Regions from separate parts of the Mus musculus genome. Here all the other regions are linked to region 1. The links are chromatin contacts, called in public HiChIP or PLAC-seq and promoter capture Hi-C maps. All regions are on one chromosome and are shown on one strand. Each heading gives the region's core, a stretch centred on a gene start, on an enhancer-like site or on the middle of the called end of the contact. The rest is flanking DNA. Distances are from core to core; before and after follow the strand shown. Region 1 holds the start of Etfdh (electron transferring flavoprotein, dehydrogenase). Region 2 holds the start of Rapgef2 (Rap guanine nucleotide exchange factor (GEF) 2). Region 3 overlaps 4921511C10Rik (RIKEN cDNA 4921511C10 gene). Region 4 overlaps 4921511C10Rik (RIKEN cDNA 4921511C10 gene).

Region 1 (2,912 bases), core at 211-2,710:
TATTTATAAGTACTTATAGGCAAATTTGGTTGAGTTCAAACATACTATCATCATTTAAAAGGTATTTATTATACCCTGTAGTTTACCATATACAAGTTATCATTTACTTCTGAAAATTCATTCTATTATTTGTACAGCTACTAATTTGCTCGAGAACAGTTGGAACCGTGGCCTCTGATTCCCACCAGAGAATTTTAAAAAGGTATAACGTTTATTCCTTTGCTTAAACGAGCATGGTATCTCTCATGACCCATCTGAACATTTAGGCATAAAGACAGAGTTCCAGTAGAAAGCAAAGTCAGAGTCACTGAACACCGGATCAGCCATACACGACATACTTAGCACATTTAGTTGTCACCACTAGAGGTAACACTGAGTAATGAAAATGTAACAAATTAGCGTTTAAAGAAAAGTCACTGACTAGATCCAAGACTGCATCTAAATTAGACTGTAAACTGATGGCTCTCAAAGCATACCATCTTCTGTGGATAATAGATGCTTGGTTTGAATATACACCATATTGTTTAAACAAGTATACAAATACTTGTTTAAAAATCCCACAGCCAAATTAACTTCAGTAAAGATTTATATTAAGCCAGTTACAACAGAATTCAAGATCCTCTAAACTTCTGTTTGAACGAGGGGGTTGTTTTTAAGTAAAAACTTAAAACTATCCTGCAACTGCTTTAAGAAACACCCATAACAGAAACGCCTGGTGTTAACTCTGGATAATGCAGAAAAAATTCCGACTCCAGACATAATTGGTAATATATGAGTTAATACGATATGAGAGCTCAGACTTCAATTAAGATTAGACTATTATGGCTGCAAAGTCAGGTCAGAGCCAAGGCGAAAACCCACACAAGTTTTTCTTTCTTTCCCATTCCTAATAAGGCGGCAGATAATACCTGAGCCTTGAGGTAAAGATTAGGAGCGGCATTTGGGGGAACTCCACCGAGGGGGCAGTGTTGACAATTTTCTCTTCTCATGACCTTTAACCTAGATGATAATTCTGCCAACTGGGGCAACTCCAAGGTCGGTAAGGTAGGGTCGGCCACCAGGCGCTGACAGCATTGACCTTTGCCCTAGTTTAGCCTAAGACAATAGACAAGGAAAGAGATGCTGGCAGTACCCCGGGTGTGGCCCCAGTCTTGTTTTGTCCCAACTTATCCACCTTGCTCCTTCTGTCCCCACCAGGAGTTTCGTCTCACCAGGGCAGGACAGCTTGGTTAGTCGCACCAACATGTTCAAAGTGACCCGGAGACTTGACCAGATACAAAGGAGAGAGGCGTGGGTCTGCGGCTTGCCGAGGGTGCTGGACTTCTAGGCTACGAGGGGCGCCATCACCTGCCAAGAAGCCCCGACTGCTCAGCTTCTGTCAGCGTCTGGGCTCTGCCGACCGCCCTTGCTTCGCGGCGTACCCGCCCCTCTTCTGCTTTGCGCCGGCGCCACAGAGGACACGAAGGCCAGTAAGGTTTCCGGGTCACATACAAGCCAGGAAAAGGCAGAAGACTCCATCTCCCAGTCATCCTCAGCCAGGAACCTAGTGTGCAGAAGAGGCCGACAAGCTCTCGCGTGTGCGCATGCGCCCTAGAAGCATAGCGAGGCTGATTTGCTAGGCATTCTGGGAGTTGTAGTGTTTAGCTCCTGGAGCTGTGCGCAGGAGCCTGGTGACGCCTGGCTTGATATCTGATTGGCTGTCTGGAAAAAATGAGACGTACTTGGGGTCCAGGGCAGAGACAAACGAGAAGATGGGGCGGGACTCCGTGTGGGAGGAGGCGGAGCCTATGGGCTTTGGGCGCGAGCGGTCGAAAGGCAGTTGGTGAGGGTTCGGTTGCTTGATCCGGTCCAGTAGCCCCAGCTCACTCCCATGGCTGACTCTGAGGAGTTTCGGGCTTCTTCGCCGCCGCCGCCGCCTCCCTCATCTCCGTCGTCAGGCGCCTCTTCGTCGTCCCTCAGCATGCCAGTGAGTTTGGGCTGGCGGGATCCGAGCAGGAGTCCCGGTCCAACCGTGGACCCGCTGGAGCAAGTGGAGCTGCAGATCGGAGACGTGAGTGTCGCCGTTGCGGCTGAGAGCTGATTGCAGCTAGGGTGCTCCTGCCTGCGGTTCTTGGAGTTGAGGGCTAGCCTCGGCTCTCTCTTCCCGCATCTTTCTTTCCTTCTCCTTCTGCTAGCGGTCATCCGCAGCCCCGCTGCCAGGATCCTCTCTCCGCCTCCTCCCATCCCTCGGAGCACTTTGGGCGGTCATAGCTTGCCTCCTTGCCCATTGGTGCTTTCTAAGGGACTCGAGCTTGTGCTTCTAGTTGGCCACCAGCCCAGGGCCAGCTGGTGATGCTGTTGTGTGTCGCTTACTTGGCTCTGTGTTGGACTTGAGTGGACCAGGGCTAATCACAGCCGGCAGATGGATTTGATAGGACAGTTTAGAACAGAATCTTGCAATGCAAAAATTCTGTAAAGTTTTTGTTCAATCTCGAATTCCCAGAAATAACTTCCTGACCCCAACACGTATAACGCTGAGGGGTTGGAGGGTCACAGCGGCACTTTATTTATTTATTATTAGGTATTTTCCTCATTTACATTTCCAATGCTATCCCAAAAGTCCCCCATACCCTCTCCCACTCCCCTACCCACCCACTCCCACTTTTTGGCCCTGGCGTTCCCCTGTACTGAGGCATATAGAGTTTGCCAGTCCAATGGGCCGTTCTTTCCATTGAAGGCCGACTAGGCCATCTTTTGATACATATGCAGCTAGAGTCAAGAGCTCCGGGGTACTGGTTAGTTCATAATGTTGTTCCACCTATAGGGTTGCAGATCTCTTTAGCTCCTTGGGTACTTTCTCAAGCTCCTCCATTGGGGGCCCTGTGATCCATCCAATAGCTGACTGTGAGCATCCACTTATGTGTTTACAGTGG
Region 2 (2,912 bases), core at 228-2,727, 480 kb before region 1:
TCATGGGACCAATTACAAAGGAGCAGTAATCTTTCCTGTGGCACTAAAACAATACAGTGTGCTTTCACCACCAATTAACAAATGTTAAGGAGTCAGAAGTGTACCACCGATGGTTTCATTGCCAAATCAATAGCCAGAGCCCCCACCCTCCCACCCACCTCCACGTGCATTCCTTGCCAGATTCCCATGGGCCAGAACCTCTTATAATGATTCACTAAATTCAACCAAAACTGGTTTCTCAAACTGCTTGGGCATTTACTGAAAACTATATTATTTTCTAATGACAAAAAAAAATAATAATTAGCTGTCTAGTATTTCTCAATGTTAGTGGTCCTGTTTAAATGAACTGTTGGTCTTGCTTAAGATTTTCAGAAATCACAGAAAATCGGAAGAATGAGTGAGCTGTAGCTCACCCTCCCTCCCTCCTTCCCTCCCTCCTCTGAGCAGAGGATCTCTCTCTACCCTCTAAAACACTGCTTCCCCTGGAGAAGAGCAACGCTCCATGGAAAAGAACTCCCTGCCTGCTCCCCACATCGCCTGCCCCCCAGCCAGGCAGCCCACGATGCCGGCAGCGCCTGGATACTTACAGACTGCTTCTCCTGCTGGCCCAGAACTCCATGGTTAGCAGGCGCGGCCAGTGGTTTCATAATGAAGAAACATATGCTGAACTGAATTTACACATCATGTACCAACCTCTCACGACGGCAAGTCACCCTCTACAGCATGAAATTAAAAGAAAAAGAGGGGAGGAAAAAAAAAAAGAGGGAGGAGGGAAAACCAGGCTGCAGCTTAAAGTGTCACTACTGGTGAGCCTAAAAACCCTTCACACTTGTAGACAGAAAAGGAATCTGAACGACAGGGCTCGGCTCCATTTTTATCACACTGAAACTCTAACCCTCGGAGGCTCTGACAAGGCTGAGGGAACCTCACCCAGCCTTCAGGCTTCTGATAGAACGAGATCATTTCTGAGGCTGAAGAACAAGAGGCAAAAGAAAAGGGGGGAAAAAAAAGCTAAAATGGCTGACTGCACACAGACTCCCCTCCAAAAGGCTTAATACAGAATTATATTAGCCAGGGTGGTGAAAAGCTAGTCTCTAGCATTCAGCCAAGCATTGTTAACACTCTTGTTTCATTTGCAATCACACATACAGACCCCTCCAACCAAGGAAAAAAAAGAGAGGAAGAGAAAAAAAAATCAGGGCAGAGCGTGTGAATCAGGACCTCCTCCCTAGCTGCTAATGATGCTGACAGTGGTGACCAGTGATCTCTGTCCCACTCCACTAACCAAGTTTACACAATTAATCTCAGCAGTATGACACTGATGGACATTTAATTTAATGATGTCTGTCCCTCACACTCAACACAAGCATGCCTGCTAGCCGGAGTCACTGACAGAAACATGGAACATGCACACACACACACACACACACACACACACACACAATCTCAAGAATCATGAGTCTGAATGCAATACACCAATATAATTACATTATTGTGCTTACTTTGGAGGACCATGGCTGCAGGCAGTTGGCATAGCAACGCACAAGGAAAGCCATTTCCTGGGTAGAGAAAGCTTCCTTTTCTAAATAAAAAAAAATCCCTCTTAGGAAACAAACGGCATTGCTGCTTCCCGCAGAAAGCAAGACACTGTAGTCTGTCTCTTAACCTGCAAGCCTCACACTCGCTGAGGTTCTAGTGATGTAAGTGGGTTTCTCTCTCTCCCTCCCTCTCCCCATATACGCTGAAATATTCAGCTCAAACGGTACACACGTTCCTTAAGGCTCGCCCCCTCCTCTACTTAACCATTTCACTCATTAAGGTAGCGATGGACAATTCAGATAAAGTAACAAGCTCTTGCCTGTATTATATCAGCGGCTGTAGGTTAAGCAAGTCTCAGAGGGATGGAATCCATTGATTGCTGACTCCAAATAATATCACTGAAGACAGGGTGGGAAAACGGAGCAAGGACTTACTTGAACAGCTTTGAACTAAAATATGAATTTTTTTTTAACCAAGGTGGGGAGAAAGGAATCAATGTGACCTCTGCCCCACCCTCAAGTATTATTGTGCCATAGTAAATAAGACTGTCTTAAAATTTATAAAATGCAGGCTTAGCAAGCTTTGTTAAATTTAGAAGATGAAATCACACACACACACACACACACACACATATACACACACACACACACACACACACACACACGCACGCACGCACAGATGCACATATGGTCGTGTCAATAATATTATAATAAACCACCTGGGTTGTTTTTTTTTTTAAACAAACCAAACTTCTAGAGGTGGAACTGAAATTAATGAAGAAATGTTATTCTCCCACGGTCTTAATTTCACCTACGCACACAGGTTACCTGGGAGGAGGCTGCATTACAGCTGACGAGGAATAAAGACACTTCCATCAGCTCTCACAAGCAGCTACACTTTTGAATGGAAGAGAGGACAGAAAGCAGTTATGGAAAACATGTCATCTCTTACAGTGGCCTTTGGCACTGTCAGGGATTCCTACTGGGTCTCTTGTCTATCTGAAGACCGTATCCATCCTCTTCTCTCTTCCCCTCCGTAACAAAAGGCAATTATTCTTTCCAATCATGATGGGAGATTCTTCTCCCTGCCTCCCACCCACTTCTTACACTTCTTACATTACTCATTACCTAATCGCCACAGATTTGAACATACTGCTCCCAACCAAAGATCTGCCCTGTCAACTTTTAAACGTCCGTGCCTCTCCTACCTCAAAGGCAAAATTAAACTAGATTCCTCCTTAGACACAATTTCCTATGTCTACAGACATTCTCTTCCCACACTTCACAACCAAATCTTGCAAGAATTCCTCATTTTCGACTTTCCCTGTTTTTCCATCCTGTATGTTATGCAGATAAAAAGCCGCTTGGATCTGG
Region 3 (2,912 bases), core at 146-2,645, 400 kb before region 1:
CCTGCACAACATGGGTACTTTGGTTAGTAACTGTGTGTCGCTGTGTGTCACACACTCTTGAGGATCACTGAACTCGTTGTCAGTGCTCACCACAAAAAGGCAAGCATGTGAGGTGGTGTGTGTGGGTAGCCTGGGACTTCCTTCACCTTTAACATATTCAATCTCAAAGCATACTCATCTAACGGAAAGTCCTTTAAATGTAGAGAGCGGGATTTGAAAAGTATTAAATACGTAATGCAATATAACCTGTATCTTTGCTAAGACCGTAGCAACCTCCACTTCATCTGAGGCTCAAAATAAGGGATCCAAACTCCATCTGGCCCCGTGGCTTCCTCTCATCCATGGTCACGCATGCTCACTGTGTGCTCTGTGGAAGCACTGCACCAGGATGTTGCCTCACAGACAAGCAAATGGCACAATATACTTAGACCAAAGAAACTCGGTCTATAAGGACAGATAGTAGATCCTCACCAACAGCTACAACGAGGATAGGAATTTAGCTGGGAATTACGGCAGTAGACGGGAAAGTTTTCTGACTCCGAATCCAACCACTGCCCCTGCCTCACATCATGGCCAGCATGCATCAGAACTCACGCAATCTCTCGCCCAGCCTTTGGTCCTAAGCTTCTCCCAAGCACATTACTTGGGGGACGAGGGGGTCATAAGTACCCAGAAACTCTCCTTCCATTGACAACTTGTTATTGGTTACCTCCCACAAATTAAGAAGTGGGAGTATACCCTGCATTTAGCACCAGGTCTTTATAGAAGCAAGGTAGCTTCCAAAGTGTATTTTTATTGAGTTATTTACGTTGTTAGAAATAAAAAAATACACTAACACTGATAGAATAAAATAATACTAAAATTGTACTAACAAATTTGCATGGCCTTGGACATAAAACCCAGCTTAGCAAAGCCATGCTGTGCTGAACATGTAGGAGACCTGGCCTTCCAGTGCCCTGTGCCTCTTATTGCCTCCAGGGCTGAGAGCAAACTACACACAAGGAACAAAGGAGAAAAGGGAACAAGAGAGGACAGGACTGGATCCTCTCTACTGACTGGTCATTCATGGTCTGGTGCTCACTGTTTACAGTACTGACAGCATATGTATTGAACAAGTGTAGTACTGGACATGTACAGTACTGGGTCCTTATAGTACTGGGTGCTTGGTATTGAATATATGTGCTTTTGAACACAGCATGTTCTTTTGGATATTCATGGTGGTAAGCCTTCACCATTCCTAGGGAAATCTGGCACTTGAAAATATCCCTTCACCCAGAACTTGAAGCTGTTTAATTAAATTCATCTAGTTCCAAAAGCCCGATATAATGATATGAAAAGGAACTTCCCTTGGGACTATGCAACTACACTAACCCCAAATCGTTCTCGAAACATCTTGAGCAACAGCATCAGAGGTTTACAAACCACTTGGCCACATGACAAATTAAAGATTAGCAGACACGTATTTAAACTTCACTTCATTATAGCTGATCCACAAAGAAATGCAACCATCATTAAATAATTAAATACACACCCCTTATTCTTCTGAAACAAGGGAACTATATTATATACATTAATATGCATGTAACCTCTACAAACCCTGGCTTAATTATGCCAGTGAGAATTCCATCAAAAATACACATTCTACTCAAAGCAACTATCTTGTAAGTAAAAATATAAAAACCTGACGTGCCAAAGGGGTAAGTAGGCGGGGCCTCAAACTCCACACTCTACCTCCCAAATGAGCAGGCTGCTTCTTCACTATTAGTACTCTGGGTACAAATCAAATTCTTATACATCAAAACATGCAAAAGTACAGAATAAGTGTTTTTTTTTCCTTTTCTGTCTCTTTGGTGTGTCTTGTCTGAAATGCACATCATTTAAGCACATAGAAACTGCACATGAAATCACACACTCACATTTTTTTAATCTATTGGTGCTGTTCTCTGGTTTTTTTTCCAATTCTCACATAAACTGTAGCTGTCGGAATCAATTAGCATACAAAGACAAGATTGCTGTCCAGCTATGATGATATACTAGGACAGAATCAGAGGAAAAAGCAGTCACAAGGGGAAGTCTGTGCGGCTGTGCAAGGACGCTGAGGAAGTGTGCAAGTGCTGAGCAGCCATTCCTGCCCCTTCCACCTTCCCAAGGGTCTCTTCGAAATTCACACTGAATTTCCACACAATAAGAAACAGCCACTCCCTCGGCATTCTCCCACCTTTCAGCAGGTCTAAATGCCCCACCTGTTGCTCCCATACTCAGGGTCCTTTTTTTGTAACCTCATGCATTTCCTATTGTATTTCTCGTCCTTGGAGGCTTGGACTGTTTCAACACACCTTTCTTTTCCTGTCATACACAACAAAAATAGTAAGAGACCCAACCCAGCATTCTGGGCTCTTTCCTCTCTCCCTGCATATCCCTAAGTAGGAGCAGGCATTCATCAGTGTTCGTCCCAGCCCCAGGCTCTCCCAGAAGCTCTTCCCACCCGCACCCCAGTCCAACTAGACAGAACTCAGCCTCTGAGCCCTATCTAGCTCATCACTCCTCCAATCTCCTTAACATTTATTTGTATATCATACATTCATATTTTGTGGTATTTGTATTAGTCAGGGCTCTCTGGAGTCACAGAACTTATGGAATGTCTTTCTATAGTGAGGGAATTTATTGTGATTTAGAGTCTGTAGTCCAACTAACCCAACAATGGTCAGCTGTGAATTGGAAGTCCAAGAATCTAATAGTTGCTCAATCCCACAAAGCTAGTTGTTTAAGATGGTCTTCTGCAGAAGTAGGTTCCAACAGATGTGCTGGCAAGTAAGTGCAAGCAGGCAAAAAAGAGTGAATTTTCCTTCTTCCAATATCCTTACAGAGGATATTGCCTCCAGCAAAAGGTGTGGCCCAGATTAAAGGTTTGT
Region 4 (2,912 bases), core at 204-2,703, 380 kb before region 1:
ACCCTAAGATCCTGGAGCTAGAATAGCCCCAACTTACTAAAAGCACTCCTGTCTAAAGGAGACTATCAATCATCTATTAAAAGGTAAGTCTTTATCTACCAGCCAGCGTGCATGCCCTTGTTAGCGGCAGCACTTAGGGACTGAGAGGATTAGAAACAGTGTAACAAATTAAAGCACAGTTCTTTGTTCCCTCAAACACTAAACAAACAGCTAACATATATGCTTCCTTCCTTCCACGTACTGAAATGTGTTCACCTTATTGTAAAGTTGGCTAATTCTCAACTGAATTTAAAATCAAACCTTCACTTATAAGTTTACATAGCATCCTTCCTGGAACGCCCTACCTTTCTTCTAAAGTCTAGATAGATCCTTTCTTAAAGAAACAGCAAGATTCGATGTCAGGGTTTGGGGGTGGGGATGCTATACATGCCAGGAAAAGCTCAGCCCTCCTGTGCTGATAGTTCCTCACCATATACAGACACTGGAGGCTCAGTCTAAAGAAAAAAGGATCTAAAGAAAAAGGACCCCTCTAGTCTCTAACTATATTCCTCAATTACTAAGCCATGTCATACTCAGCCAGGAATGGTGGTGCATGCCTATAACCCTAGCACTTGAAAGACAAGAGGCTGAGGCAGGATGATCACAAGGTCGTGGCTAGACATGACTACTACTACATGACTCTGACTCTCCTGGCCCCTTACCGCACATGCACACATGGCCACACAAACATGTCCACACATGCGCACACGCGCACATACAATTGACTGATTTTAATATTTAATAATAAGGCATCCTCATCTGTGTTTCTGTAAAGTGAGGAACAGCAGTCCTCAGACTAAGCTCCAAATTAAAATCGCCCAGGGAAGCTTCAAAGGCCCAGCCGCTGCCTGGGAATACAGTTCCGGGACGAGTACTTGCCCACTGGGTGGGGTCCCGAACTAGCTACCTGTCAGCACAGAACTAAAAATAAGAGAGTGTCATGCATGCCTTGACAGCACAAGTACCTACACTTAGCACGTGCCAGTCTGTGCACATCTGTTTCTGGTTCTGTGAGGGGATGCTAGAAGGAACATCCCAGAAGCAACAACACTCCCTGCACCCTGGTGCTAGAAAGAACCTGTCTTCTTTCAAGATCTCCCTGGTCCTAGGGCTGGACTGGAAAATGAGCCCACAGCACTGTGTGGACAGGAATGCGCTGAAAGGGCTGGGAAAGTGTGAGAAATACCATGTAATGTGATAATCTAGAGTCACTATGCCCAAATCCATGCTGAGATGAATAAAATCTAATTCACAGAATTCAAATGCGGTACTGCAGTCTACACGGACGCTCCATCCTCCCTCCAGGAAGGAAGCTTAACTCTCCACCCCTTGAGAGACTTGCATCCAAAGGACAGAAGCTCTGGTCAGGGCATGTTCTGAAAGAGACGTGACAAGTGCTAACTCAGCCAGCAGTCATGGTCTGCACCAACAATGTGAAGCGGGAAGTGGTTTCTTTATATCTGTGATCTCAGGAGCACCCATAACCACGGCCCATCGAGGAGGAAAAACATCAGAGAAATGCCAAAGGATGGATATCTACCACTAATCCTCAGGTTGTCAAAGAAAACGCAGGTCGGAAGAGTCAGCCGTCTGAGAAGATAAGGCACTGACTGAAGGGTCCGGAGTACAAGGATAAACCGGTAAGGAAACAGTAGGATTTAATACAATCCAAGCTTGGTTAACGAAATACGCCAATGGCCATCTTAATAATTCTTCAACAGCTTACATTCTGTACCTAATGTGAATCCATAAAAGTTAGGGTGTCCCATGAATCACTTATAAACTCATAGCCACACTGGATTTCCAACATTGTATACTTAGTATATATATGTATTGCATGCTTGCTGAGCATGCAGAGGCCCTGTGTGCTGTGGTGCAGCCTGTAAGTCTCAGCACTACTGTAAGGTGGAGGAAGGAAGACTGATGTAGAGAGCAAAGCTACCCTGGGCTACAGTGTGACACAGTGACAAAAAAAAAAGAAAGAAAAAGAGAAAGAGAAACAATTGTTTTTAAAAAGTCATTCTAACAACCTTGTAAAACCTCTTTGATAAGCAGTTTTACGAAGATATAACGTCTGACTCAGCTACAGCGACTGTGAAGGTAACCACGCTGATCACACAGCTTACAGCTCTTCACACAGAACAGTCTGTGTGTGGCATAGAAAACCAGTGGAGGGCAGATGTCAGTCAGCACTGGGGGTCCTCTTCAATCCCACTGCACTGCATTGACCAAGTCAGAGTATCTCACTAAACCCACACAGCTCGCCCATTCAGCTAGTCTGGCTAGCCAGGGTGTGCCAAGGGTCTTCTACCCAAGTGCTGGGGTAACAAGTGGGCACACACACTCTCAGCCTTTTATGTGAGTTGTAAGGCTCCAAACTCTGGTCCTCTCAAATGCACAGCAATGGTCTTAATCACTGAGCCAACTCCCCAGAGCTCCCTAAACAAAGCTCAATGCACATCTATTCCACAGACTTCCCAAGACTACACAGGAAAGGCTTCCACCAAAAGTAGAACAAACACCAGCATTTTTCAAAAGCAAAATTAGAAAAAATGAAAATATGGAGATTAGGGGAAACAGAAATAGAAAGGAAAAAAAAATCCTCCTGACTTATTACAAAATGCATAAGGATTCTTGTTTTTATAATAAATATCTATGTTGATAAAACAGGCTCAGTGAACAAATAATGTACGCCCTTCCCTATTGTTGGGATCCATTCTCACAACACTTGAAAACCATTTTGGTTTGGGCTTTTCATTATGTATTGGTTTGTTCTTTGAAACAACATCTCCCTATGGAGCTCAGACTAGACTCCTGCCTCAACCACCCATGTGCTATGATTACAGAGGTTTGTCACCATGCCTTGAGTCTGT

The links. HiChIP or PLAC-seq counts read pairs in DNA pulled down with a chosen protein or histone mark. Capture Hi-C pulls out chosen DNA fragments and counts their contacts.
Region 2: a contact with region 1 is called in a promoter capture Hi-C map of adipose tissue. The contact joins the promoter of Rapgef2 here to the promoter of Etfdh in region 1. A contact is called at or near these places in 11 of 39 promoter capture datasets (the C10 cell line, the HPC-7 cell line, cranial neural crest and 8 more), 1 of 484 Hi-C or Micro-C datasets (CD4 T cells), 9 of 115 datasets of contacts at active chromatin or transcription factors (acute myeloid leukemia, astrocytes, bone marrow-derived macrophages and 5 more) and 3 of 9 other capture datasets (adipose tissue, embryonic stem cells and liver).
Region 3: a contact with region 1 is called in an H3K27ac HiChIP or PLAC-seq map of thymic regulatory T cells, with 7 times the contacts expected there. The contact joins the enhancer-like site here to the promoter of Etfdh in region 1. A contact is called at or near these places in 14 of 39 promoter capture datasets (the C10 cell line, the HPC-7 cell line, HPC-7-derived erythroid cells and 10 more), 1 of 484 Hi-C or Micro-C datasets (bone marrow), 13 of 115 datasets of contacts at active chromatin or transcription factors (the 230-238 cell line, Th17 cells, bone marrow-derived macrophages and 8 more) and 3 of 9 other capture datasets (adipose tissue, liver and macrophages).
Region 4: an H3K4me3 HiChIP or PLAC-seq map of bone marrow-derived macrophages shows a contact between it and region 1, with 5 times the contacts expected there. The contact joins the enhancer-like site here to the promoter of Etfdh in region 1. A contact is called at or near these places in 4 of 39 promoter capture datasets (the C10 cell line, the HPC-7 cell line and pre-B cells), 1 of 15 datasets of contacts at CTCF or cohesin (the NIH/3T3 cell line), 16 of 115 datasets of contacts at active chromatin or transcription factors (T-cell acute lymphoblastic leukemia, bone marrow-derived dendritic cells, bone marrow-derived macrophages and 10 more) and 3 of 9 other capture datasets (adipose tissue, liver and macrophages).

What each region holds. Positions count from the first base shown.
Region 1 is chr3:79,627,307-79,630,218 of GRCm38.p6, forward strand. It overlaps Etfdh (electron transferring flavoprotein, dehydrogenase), which reads right to left and starts at 1,461. Exons shown (of 13, transcript NM_025794.2): 1 at 1,212-1,461. The coding sequence starts at 1,245. 4930579G24Rik (RIKEN cDNA 4930579G24 gene) reads left to right here and starts at 1,773. Exons shown (of 2, transcript NM_029482.1): 1 at 1,773-2,050. The coding sequence starts at 1,871.
Region 2 is chr3:79,144,269-79,147,180 of GRCm38.p6, forward strand. Rapgef2 (Rap guanine nucleotide exchange factor (GEF) 2) reads right to left here and starts at 1,478. Exons shown (of 24, transcript NM_001310536.2): 1 at 588-1,478. The coding sequence starts at 647.
Region 3 is chr3:79,227,481-79,230,392 of GRCm38.p6, forward strand. The region is part of intron 1 of 4921511C10Rik (RIKEN cDNA 4921511C10 gene); the gene reads left to right. It also overlaps a transcript of Rapgef2 not described here. Among named protein-coding and RNA genes, the nearest start is that of 4921511C10Rik, 16 kb to the left of the region's middle. Within about 2 kb of position 1,396, at least 69 of the 459 cell types and tissues checked have an H3K27ac peak or open chromatin away from gene starts, as enhancers often do. A contact at or near this core is called in the HPC-7 cell line, Th17 cells, bone marrow and 3 more, where this site is marked.
Region 4 is chr3:79,246,883-79,249,794 of GRCm38.p6, forward strand. 4921511C10Rik (RIKEN cDNA 4921511C10 gene) reads left to right here. Exons shown (of 3, transcript NR_045502.1): 2 at 1,295-1,679. It also overlaps a transcript of Rapgef2 not described here. Among named protein-coding and RNA genes, the nearest start is that of 4921511C10Rik, 35 kb to the left of the region's middle. Within about 2 kb of position 1,454, at least 65 of the 459 cell types and tissues checked have an H3K27ac peak or open chromatin away from gene starts, as enhancers often do. A contact at or near this core is called in the HPC-7 cell line, the NIH/3T3 cell line, T-cell acute lymphoblastic leukemia and 2 more, where this site is marked.